Linked DNA regions of Gossypium hirsutum: region 1 is linked to region 2. The links are chromatin contacts, called in public Hi-C maps. All regions are on one chromosome and are shown on one strand. Each heading gives the region's core, a stretch centred on a gene start, on an enhancer-like site or on the middle of the called end of the contact. The rest is flanking DNA. Distances are from core to core; before and after follow the strand shown.

Region 1 (6,769 bases), core at 46-2,545, 47 kb after region 2:
GATCCATAGTTGAGATCTGCAGCTGGTTCACTTTGTTCAAGTGTTTTGTTATCAGTATTTTCAGATATAATCACTTCTTCTTTCACTGAAACATTGCTCTCTGTCTCAGTGCTTTCTCCACTTTGCTTTGCCTGCAACTCTCTTATCTGCAACAAATCATTCCATGTTCAAACAAGATGTAGGAAAATTGAACACTTTGGGTTATTAATTATTAATTATTACCTCTTTGAGAAGAGCTTCATTGTCATGTTGTAGGGCTTCATAATTGGCCTTAAGAGTTTCATAACTGGTTTTAAGAAGGCCATAATCCCTTTCCAATTGCTTGGTCTTCCACCTAGCACGTCGGTTTTGGAACCAGACAGCTACTTGTCTTGGTTGCAAACCAAGCTCTTGAGCCAACTTCACTTTCCTTTCAGGTTCAAGCTTGTTTTCAACCTCGAAATTCTTTTCCAAGGCCTTAACTTGATCTACACTTAATCTTCTCTTCTTCTCAGCAACATGACCTGATTCTTCTAAACACCCTTCTTCATCTAATCCATCTAACATCGACTGAAACTCCCTGCTGTAAACATGGTTGTTCCTAGGACTATGTTCATCTGCACCAAAACACAAGTCATTCATACCCCAGTCGTGGTTAGAGTAGATCCGAGAGAAATAAATAAAGTTTCAAAATTGGGATTTGTATTAAACCTGTTGTGGGACAGATAGACATCAAAGCACCCAAAGAATCTGAGCTGCCAAGTGACCTCTTCATAGTTGAATCAACCTTTAGGTAAATTTCAAACAGATTAAAAAGAAAAAGAAAAAAGAGAGAGAGCCTTAATTGTGTATTGTTTTGGGACAGAAGTTTTGTTTTTATACAAGATTTAAGAGATGCAAGATGGTTGTAGTATCACTTGTAAAAAGAGTAACACCCTTGTCTAAAACAAGACCAACTTGTACAAGATTGTAGAAATTTACAACTGCACAACAACAACCATTGCCCTCTCTCACTTTCCCCACCATTATATTTCTTCTGTTTCTTCAACACAGTTTCTTCACTTCTCTCAGTTCCCATCCAAAAACAAAACACAAAACCCAACAAGACAAAGCTTTCAAGAAAACCCAAAAAACATGTAATATGAACTCCCCACAATATGTTTTGTTTTTTGTGTTTACATCAGTACACAACCTCAAAATTAGAATATAGTTTGAGAGTGTTGAAATGGAAGAAGTGAAGAATAGATATTAGTAATTGAGTATTGAGAAAGGAGAAGAACCCAGCAGGGGTAATAACCAGTTCCCATCACTTTAAATAAAACAAAAGAGGGGTCACATTTGGGTTAGAATTTGACTGGGGTTAGGTACCCACAGTTGGCCAAAATGCAAATTAACATAAAATTCATTCCAAATGCACAATTTTGTTTTTCTTTACCGGTTATTGGCGTACCCGGTTTTTCGACCGTTTATTTTTTTTGGTGGGTAAAAAGTAAAAAAAAAAAAAAAACTACTACGAAATTGGAAAGCGGTGGTACGGCTCGGCTCCTATTACGGCTTGGCGCTGTTTATTTTTTTGAGCTTAAAAGATTTGGTTGGTGTCAGCGTATCATGGCCCTCTCTACTCGGGTCGGTGCGATTAATCGCCTATCTTTTTACCATTTTATTTTCATAAATAAATGATTAGTTCTCACTTATCATAAGATATTTCATAAAATTATAATTTCATGGAAAAACTTGTGTGTCTCTGAATTATTTTGAAACTCAAAACCTCTTTATTTCTAATTTTATTCCATTAATTGATTGATTCACAATGCTACTTTTTTTATTTTTATTTTCAAATTACACATTTTATGTAATATTTTATTAATGGTAAGGAATTCAAATCTATCTTTTATGAATTCTATCTTTACCCTAATTTATTAGAATTTTTTTCTCACAGCAGTTATTGGTCAACATGTGTATTTGAAGAAAAAATATTATATGAAATTGTGATTCTATGATCACAGTTTTATACGGTCTCTTCTTGTACTTGAAATGTTATTTTTTTTGTCAAATTATTGCATATAATTTATTAAATGGTTGGTTTTAACGAATTGTTGATTTCAAATTAATGATTTAATGGTGATTGGATTGATTTTTTAAATTTTTATAAAATATGAAAATCAAATTATAATATATTAAAATCGAAAGACTAACTCTTTGAATATATAAACAAAAAATACTTCATAATTTTATATATATTGAAATGAATTTAAATAAAGAATATTTCAGCCAAAAGAAAATTAGGGCACAAATATAAATGTCAATTTCTAGAGGACAAAGAAAAAGTACACAAAAACACTACAGGCCAAAAGAATTTTTTGGGACGGGGACTAAGTTAAAAGTTTTTTTTTTTTTTGAGTTAAATTGTTGCTTTCCTATTTTATTAGTTTATAAATTTATTTTTTAAAAGATTAAAAAATATTATTTTTAAAAGTTTGAAGTGTAATTTTATTATATATTAATTTATAAATTTATAAAATTTATAGGATGAAACATGTAATTATCCATTTTAGGAGTATTTATAATAAAATTGTTGATGCAAGAGAGTGATAGAAATGAATGATTCACCCTGCTTATTACTGAGCAGAGAGTTGTTGAGTAAGGTAGTTAAAATAAAAAGAGAGGGGAGATGAGGATGCTAGTGTCACGGGCCAGAGTTCAAAGCCCGTGACCATCAAACCAAATGCATCCGATGGAGGTCTATTACTTAGACGGGGATCATTTGGCCCACGTGAGCTGGCCCGATTCAAGGAACTGTTGGAAAAGCTTGTCAGATTAAAGTCTGGTTGGCCCAATCGGATTGGCCCGTTGCTTGAAGAGATTGAAGGTCCATCTACAAATATGGAAACATGATCTTAAAAGATATGATATTATAATCTTAGAGATCTTAGATATGATATGGAATCTTATAAGATATTATTTTATAAGATTAGAGATTTGATGGTAGGTACCCTTTAATCTCGTCCGTCAATGTAATTGTATCTTGACCGTCGGTTTTGGGGGAACTCAAGTATAAATAGAGAGCCTCCCCCTCATTTGTACTCACTCCATTCATTGTTTCATTATTCTTTGTGAATAAGAGAATAGAGAGCATTTACTCAAACACTTTGTGTGCGTCCCTTTCTGTTGTTCTTTATAAGCTTCTTTTGGCATAAGTTTGCTTCCGCTGTACGAGTTGGTGCCTTGGAGGAGTTCTTAAGGAATCCTCATTCGAGTAAAGGCTGACTTGGGCGAGTTTGGACGAGCGAATTGCCTAAGGCCGCACGGATTGCGAGACGAAAGGTCTAGCCCCGTGACACTAGAAGTAAGTTGGGAGGATAGGAGAGGCAAGTTGCTTAGTCTTATCCTTAAGCCTTATGCCTTATATACATGTCGTCCTTTATCTTAAGGTGCCACATGTTAAGCTATTATTGTAGGGTCAAAGGCAAATAGTCTGGTGTCATAGGTTTAGGGAAAGTGAGACTATGACATGCCTTGGATTACCTTAAATAGTTGTGATAGTTGATAACTCATGTGATAATTACTGAGTAAATTCATTTATTAGACAAGTTGTAAGTCTAAAGGTTCGTATGAAGGGTTTGTTGATATTACTGGTGAACTTGGTCACTTGAGCTATTGTACCTGGGTGTAAAATAAAAAAGAAATTAAAATGATATACAATATTTTTTAATTTACTTAAAAAATTAAATAAATTTGAGGGTTAATATTAAAAAAAGAGCTCATATATGCACGTGTAAAATACTTTTACTTGCATGGCTTTCAAAGGTAGAACCAAACCCGAAATTACACTTACGATATCTTTTGCACAATTAAACACATCATTATATACATTTTGTTGCTTACATCTTGGTTGAAATGTCATCTTCATTTGATAGAAATTCAATTAAAGTTTATATATATTGTTTTCCTTTTATATTTTCTATTGCAACTATTTTTAAAATCTAAATTGATTTTACATAATTTACAAGTAATATATATATATATATTCTTGTTCTTGGAAGCAAACAGTCAATATGTTTGTGCAACGTGTTTCTTGCCCACTTCCATTTAAGTCATCAATCTTATAGCTTAACTCTAAGCAGGAGATTCTCCAGAAGATTTTGGTCTCATTTTTTTCTTAATTAATTCATTTGAAATGTATGTCTTTTAAAATTTATATAATTTTATATTTAGATAATTTTTCATATATTAATAATTTATATTATCAAGATTTCATACCATATTTTTTTAAGGAAAATAGAGTTTTGAATTATAAAATTATGAGAGATTAAAAAATGTAATTTATATTACACAATTTTTTTATATTATTTGGATTGTTTTCATTTTTTTTTGGGTATAATTAACATATTTTTATGTCCTTTTTACTATTTATAACTATTAATTCTTTCGGAGTTTGTGATTTACTTTTATCAGTAGTCACTTTTTTTTGCTTTAGATTACATTTTAGTCACTTATGTTTGAAATGTTATGTTTTAATCACTTACGTTATCGTTTTGTTACAAAATAATCACTCTACGTTACTTCTGTAATGGCGGTCCTACATAGCAGTCTAAATGAGTTTTAAATGCTAACTTGGATATCCTATATGACAGTTTAAATTAAATTTATTTAATTAAAAACATAGTTTCATCCTAATTGGACATCCAAGTTGACATTTAAAACTCATTTAACGGCGTTAGGGATGTAATAGAGTTTAATTGTAGAATGACAACTTCGTAACAAAATGATAACGTAAGTGACTAAAACGTAACATTCAAACATAAATAACTAAAATATAATTTGAGAAAAACAAAAGTGACTATTTTTATAGTTTATCCTAAAAAAATCATAATTTGTACTCGAAACGTAAACATGTCCATGAATGAGATTAATTGTTTTGTGATGACTGGAATTAGCCCATTAGCCATGGAGCTGGTGTCATAAAGGTTTTGCTATTATTAAACGCACTTTCAAAGAATTAAACTCAGCATACAAATGAGTGCAATCTGCTGGATTAATACTTGGGTTTTTTTTTTTTATATAACATGAAGGTATTTTGATTATAATTCATAAACATTAATTCTTTCAAAAGTTGATACCTGTAGATGGAGATGGTTAAGAAACTCTCTTTAAGACGTGAAAGAGCAAAAGAAGAATTACAGCAATGAACACACAAAACTCAAGAGTTGTTTCACCACAGGGCCACCAAAAAGAATCAAAATCATGAGAACTGCACTCACTGAGTTAAAGTGAAGCCAAAAGCTAGGCCTGATTAATAAAAAAAAGCTGATGAGACTTGCAGATTTATTGGATATTTTATCATTTATCATCAATTTCAGAGCATAATATCTGGTAAAACGAAAACCCTTTTCTTCATTGGTGAAAACAGCAATTCACATACAGGGTCTGAACTGAATCAAAGCAAATTTTTTTAAAAGGATTCAATATTTTGTTGAATGCATGTTCAAAGCAAAGGGGATATGTTTTGAATCCAATTGATCCATTTGTGGTGAAGACGAATTGATGAGTTATTGTCATTGAAAGGCACTTGTTTTGTCAATTTTTTCACTATGTATATCAGCTTTCCCACCCCCTAAAATAAATTTATTAAAAAAACCATGATGGTCATCTATGAAAAACCATGAAAAAGAAAAGTGGGGACGAAGGAATTATTTCTTTGATGACAACAACACGTGTGAGTTGGGTTTTTATATTTTCTTGGGTTCTCAAGGAAACCCACACAAAGAAGAAAAAATGATAGTTGTGTGCATGTGAGAACTACAAAAAAAAAAAAGTTGGAATTTTTGGCGTGAAAAAAACCAAAAATTTCTCTGTTTCCAGGGAAACAAAAGCATATCAGAAAAGAAAGGCTGTCTGCTATGATGCTATAAGATGGTTCTTCGTCATCTATACAACCCCTCTCTGTTTTCGAAGATTTAATCAAAGAGTAGAAGGAAACCTTGATGAAGAAAATAATGAGAAATCCTATATCAAACAGGAAATGATATGTTTTTGACACTTCTTTTTTATATATTTGGATCCCAGTATGGGGAAAGATTAAGGTATTGGGCACATTGATTGGTGTGGGTGACTGGTGTTAAAAAATAATAATAAATTTCACAGAATTTTGTTGGGATTCATACACTCATCATTGATGTATGGACATTATGACCAGGAGCTGTTGTTGAAAAGCTTCTTGATTTGGGTAATGAGGACTCCTTTGAAGAAAGTTACAAAAAGGGGGGAGGAAAAAAATGACTGGTGCTATTGATTAAATTGCCCCTTTAAGAGAATATGGTACTTGTGCAAGTGACCATAACTTGCAGTCTAATCATACGAGTCATTTGAGTTATCAGTGCATATCCAAAACAGGAACACATGAGAATGGGGGCATCTACTTGCTCATGTTTTTGCCCAACCTTATCTCCCTAAACAGCTCAACCTTATAAGCATATGGAACAATGTCAATGTGGAACTGTTTTAGAACTGAAGAATGGGTAAAAATAATCTTTACTCGTTTACAAGATCCTACAATGATCTCCATTTTTTTGTTTCTGGGTTATTTTCAATTAATTTTGAAACCTGTAAAAAGGGTTCATGTTTGTTTGGGAAACAGGATGTTGAAGATTTATAATAGCAGGTACAACGAATTAGCCTTTTCTCCTACTGTGCATGGAGACACCTTTTTGGTTTGCCCTTGCAAACTTAATCACTTTGATCTAGACCAAAAAGTCGCTCGGCCAAAGGTTCACTTGCTTGGGGAACTTAC
Region 2 (7,184 bases), core at 920-3,419:
AACCACAACCCCTGCCAAAAGCTAAACCAATAAGGAATCCAGCGCGTAACCATCGACCACCCCCATGTGGCACTGATTCCGACCAACACATACATTGATTTTTTTAAATATATTTGTACAAACTGTTTTTATATTGTTTCATTTAATAAAACCTAATTTATTTATTTATTTAAAACCTTTAAAACCTAATTTAATTATTTTTAAAAAAATTCTAAACCCTAATTTGTTTTTTTAAAATTCTTAAACCCTAAATAAATAAAACCTTAAATTATTTTAACAAAACACTAACATTACAACATTAAAACCCTAAATCCACAAACCCTAGGCACTAAACATGCAAACAGTCCTAACCTTAGAAAAACAAGGGCTAAAATGCATCCCTGATGGAGCGATTTTGCCATGTCAGCCAAACGCGTCCATGTTAACGTGTTTTGTGTTGACATGGCAAAATCGCTCCCTTAGGGACGTGTTTTGCTAGAATTTCCCCCTAAAATGCACCTACGTGGACGCGTTTTGATGTCTTCGGACCATTCCGATAAATAATGAAAAAGGTGGCCTATGTCTGTAAATGAAGTTAGAAATGAGCCTTTATTGATAAAATGGTCAATATTCTTCATTTTTTATATTCCCTTCTGTTGAATTTGTAAACAAAAAATATGTAGAGTAGATGAGTTGTCACCAATCAAACGGCTTACAGCTCCGAAGAAAGAAAAAAGAAACAAGGTTTAGTAATATAAATTTACTTTACTACTAGTATATGATAAAGACATTCCTATCAATCTCGCCTAGTCCAGCTTTGCTGCAAATTTTTACGTGGATAGTGACCCATTGATGAAAACGACGTTGCTTTGATGCAAATAAAGCAAAAGGGACCCACATCACATGCCTTCAACCAATACCTGCATTTCATAAAGGTGCTATGAACAAAATGGGACCCATTTCAACACAATACCAACATGTAGGAGGGGAGGGGACCCTAATTTTTTTCCTTTTTTTTTTCTACTAGATTTTATTACAATTTAATTTTATATTACAAAATGGGTTTAAATTTTGTAATAATAATGGTTGCAAATGCAATTGTTTTCTGTCCCCCACGATGTACATTGCCAAATGGTGTAAGAATCTCTAAAATATAATAAGAGTATTTATTTATTTCACTTTTTTATTTTACAAAAAAGTTATATTAATTTTTCATTTAAATTTCTTTTATTTTTTTAATATTTAAATTTGTGTTATTTGTCAAACTACTTTAAGATGAGTTAAAAAGCTAATATTTATTAACTGTAAGATGCCATATCGACAATTAATTAATTTTATAAATTTTAAAAAAAAATTAAAATATATATAAATTAATTTTTTTAAAAATTAAAAGTGTTAAAAGTATCAAAATTTTATCAAATTTATAAAAAAAATATTTGTGTAATATTTTTAATTGTTAAAAAATTAGTTAATTGCTAATGTGACATACACATGGGTTGCCACATAGTAAAGTTAACAAATATTAACTTTTTTATCTGTTTTTGGATAATTTGATAAATAATATAAGTTTAAAAGCTAAAAATTTTAAATAATTTTTTGGTAGAAAATAATAGTAAATTGTTATTACATCAAACAACACTTAAGCTTGTGAAGGGCTGTTACAATTAGCTAAAAACAACCATTGAACAGATAATGACAGTTCATTAAATACATAAACTCATAAAACTAAGATTCACACACTTAGCTATATGATCTTTATGTGCCATTAGAATATGACAAACACGTACCTTCCAACTTATGCCTAAAAGACAATATACCGAACATAGTTTAACCATCAAACTATTAACAACTCCACCTACCTATAGAGATTTCACTAGAAAAATATTGTCGCATTCCTACTTAATTTATCTTAACTCTTTTTTCCAAATTAAGAGAAGATATTTTAAAATAGCTCTGGCTTCAATTTTGAAAGACATTTCCTTACCACCATACAAAAACTACATATCCAATTAAAATAATTTTTTAAAATTAGAAAAATAAGTAATTATGTTAATACAATAATATTAATACATAGTACACATAATAAAAATGTAACCAGTAGAAAGTTAACAGGTCATGATGTGAGAAACCAGTACAGTAGTGCGCCCACAGTCTAGTCTAGTGGGACAGTAAGGACTAGCTCTATAGCTGCCATTTTATTTTATTTTATTTTTATTTATTATTTAAAATTGCTAGCTCTGCACGTAAATTCTGCACTACCTTACCTTTGTTTGCTACGAGACAAAGGTGAACCTACCAAATGCTTCCCATCCCATGGAGTTGAAAAATAAATTAAATAAATATGCCATTGTATTTGGATCAATGGTTTAATATTACCTATTTTTATTTTAATTGTGTTGAAATTTTAGAAAATGGAAATATTATAGTACATGAACATGGATATGACCTTTCAACTTTTGGATTTGGGCTTTACCACTATTATATAGGGGTTTTATGATTCTGTCCTACCTTAGCTTAATCATCATTTGGGGGATCTTTTAGGGTTCAGCTGCTAGTTTTATTCCAGAATGGCCAAGCTACCATATTATTAATACGTATGTTATGAAAAGAAAAAGTTTAACTTTAAATATAGCATGATTAAAAAATAAATAATATTATAAGTCTTAACTCAGCTGATATTGATATTATTGTTAATATAAGAATACGAGGGTTCGAGTGCACTAAAGTACATTATTCTCGTATTTAAGGGTTGATGAGGGATTATAAATAGTTTTAAGTATTGTATCGAAAAACAAAGACTAAAAATCATGATGTTACACTTGCTAATATTGGAGGTTCATAATTGTCTCTCGTAACAATATCATCTCTAAAATTTAAACTTATGTGTTCTATTTAATAATGCAACATCCCTTACCACTACATCCAATATTTTTTATTTTCTTGCTTTATTGGAAAGTTAGCCATATATGTCACCATACAATTTTTATGATTTGAATTATTTGATAAATAGGGTTGGAACTAAAAAGGGTGTTGACAGGGGATCTCAGCTCTCTTAAAATAAAAAATTTTACTTTTAGTCATTTTTTTAATTTAAAAAATCTTAAATTAATATATGATAAAATTATATTTTTTATTATCGTAAAGATATATAATTTAATTTTAGTATAGATCTCAACTAAATTTGTGATAGTTGTTAATATTGTTTTGTGATTGAAAGAAATGTGAGATATTGGCATAGGTAATAGGAAAGGAGTAACTTTGTGTGACGCTAAACTCAAATGTAAACATGGGAAGGCAGAAGGACAGACATGGTGGTTCTGAGAAAAACACCAAGCAATTACCTCACCCTATCCATGTGACACCTTCACAATAGCCTTACTGTTGGCCTTTCACTCACTATTTTACTACCAATTCAAATTAAATACTAGGTAGTACACTACAAAAGCAAACAAAAGTATAAAAGCTACATTTTTTATTCATAATAAAAAATAAAAAAAAAAAAGAAGAAAAGATGGTTTGCTTTTGGGTGGGGGAGGGATGAAATGGGTACGTGGCAGAATCAATTGATTGGTGGTTGTAGTGGATATTTGTTTTTTAGCTTTTTATAATATTTACAACCTTTATTGTGCTGCTTTTATTTATTTATTTCATTTGGTAAAAAGATGAAACAAGAAAATGGATTTTTGTTGAAGAAAAATGGTATTAAGTTTTGGGTGGGAAGGCAACTAAAAGAGAAGGATGCGGCTCCCAAGTCCCAACGGACACGTATATTTTGGGATCCAATCATGTGGCGCTGCTTTTTATGGATACTTTTTTCTTTTTTATTGTTATAGGATGAGATTTGAATTTATGTTATTTAAGTGTGATATAGAAGTTAAATATCAAGTCGGATTAGTGGATTATTTCCAAATTTAGTTCATCTATCAATTCTATCCCAACTATTAAATCAGTTTTGATGTGACTTGTTCGCCCAAAACTACTTTAACTTATAAAAATCCGTAAATTTCTAATTTTTAAACCAGTTAAACTAGAAATTCACGATTCAATTCTGAAAACATTGGACGAAAGCTTTGGTTAAATTTGTAAAAAATTTTGTTCACCATTAGAATTTGGTCATATAAAATCACAAAATCATTCTTGTAGATAAAGTTTAAAAATTTTATCTTTTCAACTGATTGAGTCTTTAGCTCGATATTGTTGCCAATATAGGAGGATATGGGCTTGAATATGCTAAAACGTATTATCCTCCTATTTAAGAATTGAGAAGGAATTATAAGTAATTCGAAACATTATATAAAAAAATAGATATGATAAAAACTAAAATCTTTCATTAAACAAAAATAATAATATAAGATACTTGATAGTGTGTCACATAATTTAAATATGAAATAATTTTATTAGGATGCAAAAAATGCAACATGTCTAAAGGTTTTAGGTTTCAAAAATTACTTTAAGTCGATAATGTCAAAATATATAAGGTAATTTCAATACCATCTCTTCTGTAAGTAATCTTACATTCCCTTAACAATATAATATTTTTGACAATTTTACCCTATTACTTAAATCAAAATGAAATAATAATAATAATAAAACTAATGTATCAAACTCTATAGTCCTTTAATTTATTCTTCAAGTAACATTTCAACTATATATATATTTGTCTATTATATGACATTTTATCATGTAATTCCGCTCGAAATGTCACTTTATAACAATTTTGTCTCTTTTTATTTTTATTTTTTTATTTATCATTTTGATCAAATTTACCTTCAATCATAATAAATAACATGTTTAATAAAAAAATAAATTATATTTTTCTTCTTTCTTTTTTCTATCACTTTATTCAAAAGAGAAGTACTAATTGCTTAATGCTTCTCTAATTAAAAGTTTGTTTATTTGAGAAATGAGATCTAAAATTAATTTAAGAGACAACATTTGATACATTGCTAGAATATTAATTCTATGTACCACCCTTTCTTATTAAATAAAAAAATGTAGAGGATTTAAAAATAAATACTGATAATAAATTATTAATAAATATTAAAACCCAAAACCTAAGACCCTAGATCCTAAACACTTAAACTCAATATCCTAGATCCAAGAGTTATTAATATTTATTTATGATATTTACAATTATTATTTTAATTATATTTAAATAAATTTATTAGAATTATTTAATAGTCTTCCATATTTTTTGTTATTATTCATTAATTATGCACATGACTTATGTATCAAATATTATTCCTTAATTTAATCGAAAAATGCTTTCATTTATCAGTAAAAGGAAATATTATAACTTCAACCTTTATGTAATAAAAAAAAACAAATTCTATTAGAATAATTTTTATAAAATATATTTTTAGATAATTTTACATTTTATCAATCAAACAATAAAATTTACACTCTACTCGAATTAAACCAGATAACTTAATGTGATATACTGGGTGTGCTAAATAATCTGATCCACATATATGTATTAAACAGTATATTATGAGCTTTCGTGAAAGATTTTAAGCTAGTATTAGAGGTGAAGCCTTCAAATTAATTAACATTCACATGGTTCCAACCCCTAAAATAGGACCTCACTATTGTCAACTCCTACATCGGTTCCAACCCCCCAAATTGAGCCACCCTTCACCACCCACAGGTCCCCCCATGGAGACAACAACCACCAACCCAAAAACAAACCATTATATCAGCATAAAAAAATACATCATAATTTATTTATAGAATTATTTTTTATGAAATTTTATTTTTTAAAATATTTTGAATTATTTATTGATATCACATATAAGATGAATAATACATTTATTTATTTATTTATTTTAAAAATTAATGTAATTTTCTGTCCTAAATTTGACATCTAAGGACCAGTTCTTCGTGGCTTTTGAAAAATACTTTTGAAAAGTGTTGTGGAAAAGTGCTTTTGAGAAGTACTTTTGAGAAATGCTTTGGAAAAGTAGGCTTTGCTATCTGTATTTTTATCATTATCAGGAATTTTTTTTAAAAAATTTTAGGTAATAAGGTGACATAATTCAAAGAGTCATTATCAATTTTTTTAAATCCAAGTTTAGTGATTAAAATAGATTTAATTATTAAATTTAATTACTAAAATAGATAAAAAAAGTATATGTACTAAATAAATTTAATTATCAAATTTAGAGATAAAAAATTATATTAAATTTTTTTAGAAAGGTTTAAAGGTGTAAAAATGCCCTCAAATTTTTAAAAAAAAGTATTTAAGCTCTTTTTTTTTTTTGCACTTATTTGAATACTCGAGCTTTCAAAATGTATCAAAAAAGCTCTCAAACCTTTTCAAAAAAATAATTAAGCCCCTACTTCATTTTTGCACTCAATTGGGTAGTTGAAATTTCAAAATGCATCAAAAAAACTTTCAATTAAAAAAAAAAAACAACAACCAAGCCCATGCTTTTGTTAACAATTAGGAAAAAAATTATAAAAAATTAAAATCAAGAAAAGCTATAATTATTATTAAATTTTAATAAAAAGTTTCAAATATTAAAAATTATTAAGAATTAGAAAAAAATATAAAAAAGGTAAAAATATATATAAAAATTGTAAAATTTTATAAAAATTGTAAAAATTATAAAATATATAGAAATAAATTTTATTAAGTCGTAAAAAAATTATACAAAAGGTAAAGAAATAAAAATTTCGTAAAAAAATTTATAAAAATTATCGTACCAAAAGAAACATTTTATAATTTTTCTATAACTTTTATTAGTTTTTATTTTTTTATCATTTTTTGCCACATATCACGCTCTATTGCGACACTTGATAACTTTAATTGAAAAAAGCTTGGGGTCATCAATTGTTTTATAATTTTTATAAAGTTTTACAATTTTTTATATTTTTACGATTTTTATAAAATATTTCTAATTTTTCATAAATTTTAAAATTTTTTATATTTTTATTAAAAATTAATAATTTTTCTAAAATTTATGATTTATTATAATTTTTAATAAGAACAGGGGCTTAATTGCTTTTTAAAAAATTTTGAGAGTCTTTTTTTATGCATTTTGAAAGTTCAAGTACCCAATTAAGTGAAAAAAGTAGGGTTTAATTGTTTTTTTTGAAAAAATTTGAGGGCTTTTTTTATGTATTTTGAAAGTTAAAGTACTGAATTAAGTAAAAAAAAAAAAGGGAAGGACTTAATTATTTTTTAAGAAGAAGAAAGAAGAATT

The links. A called contact is a pair of places that touch in the nucleus more often than the background predicts.
Region 1: a contact with region 2 is called in a Hi-C map of leaf, with 2.0 times the contacts expected there. The contact joins the promoter of LOC107951736 here to the enhancer-like site in region 2. A contact is called at or near these places in 8 of 34 Hi-C or Micro-C datasets (anther, callus, fibers and 2 more).

The regions. Positions count from the first base shown.
Region 1 is chrA02:97,887,523-97,894,291 of Gossypium_hirsutum_v2.1, forward strand. It overlaps LOC107951736 (homeobox-leucine zipper protein ATHB-6), which reads right to left and starts at 1,296. Exons shown (of 3, transcript XM_016886876.2): 1 at 691-1,296; 2 at 223-596; 3 at 1-146. The coding sequence starts at 754.
Region 2 is chrA02:97,839,507-97,846,690 of Gossypium_hirsutum_v2.1, forward strand. No RefSeq gene overlaps it. Among protein-coding and RNA genes, the nearest start is that of LOC107951736, 46 kb to the right of the region's middle. Within about 2 kb of position 2,170, at least 4 of the 9 cell types and tissues checked have an H3K27ac peak or open chromatin away from gene starts, as enhancers often do. A contact at or near this core is called in fibers and leaf, where this site is marked.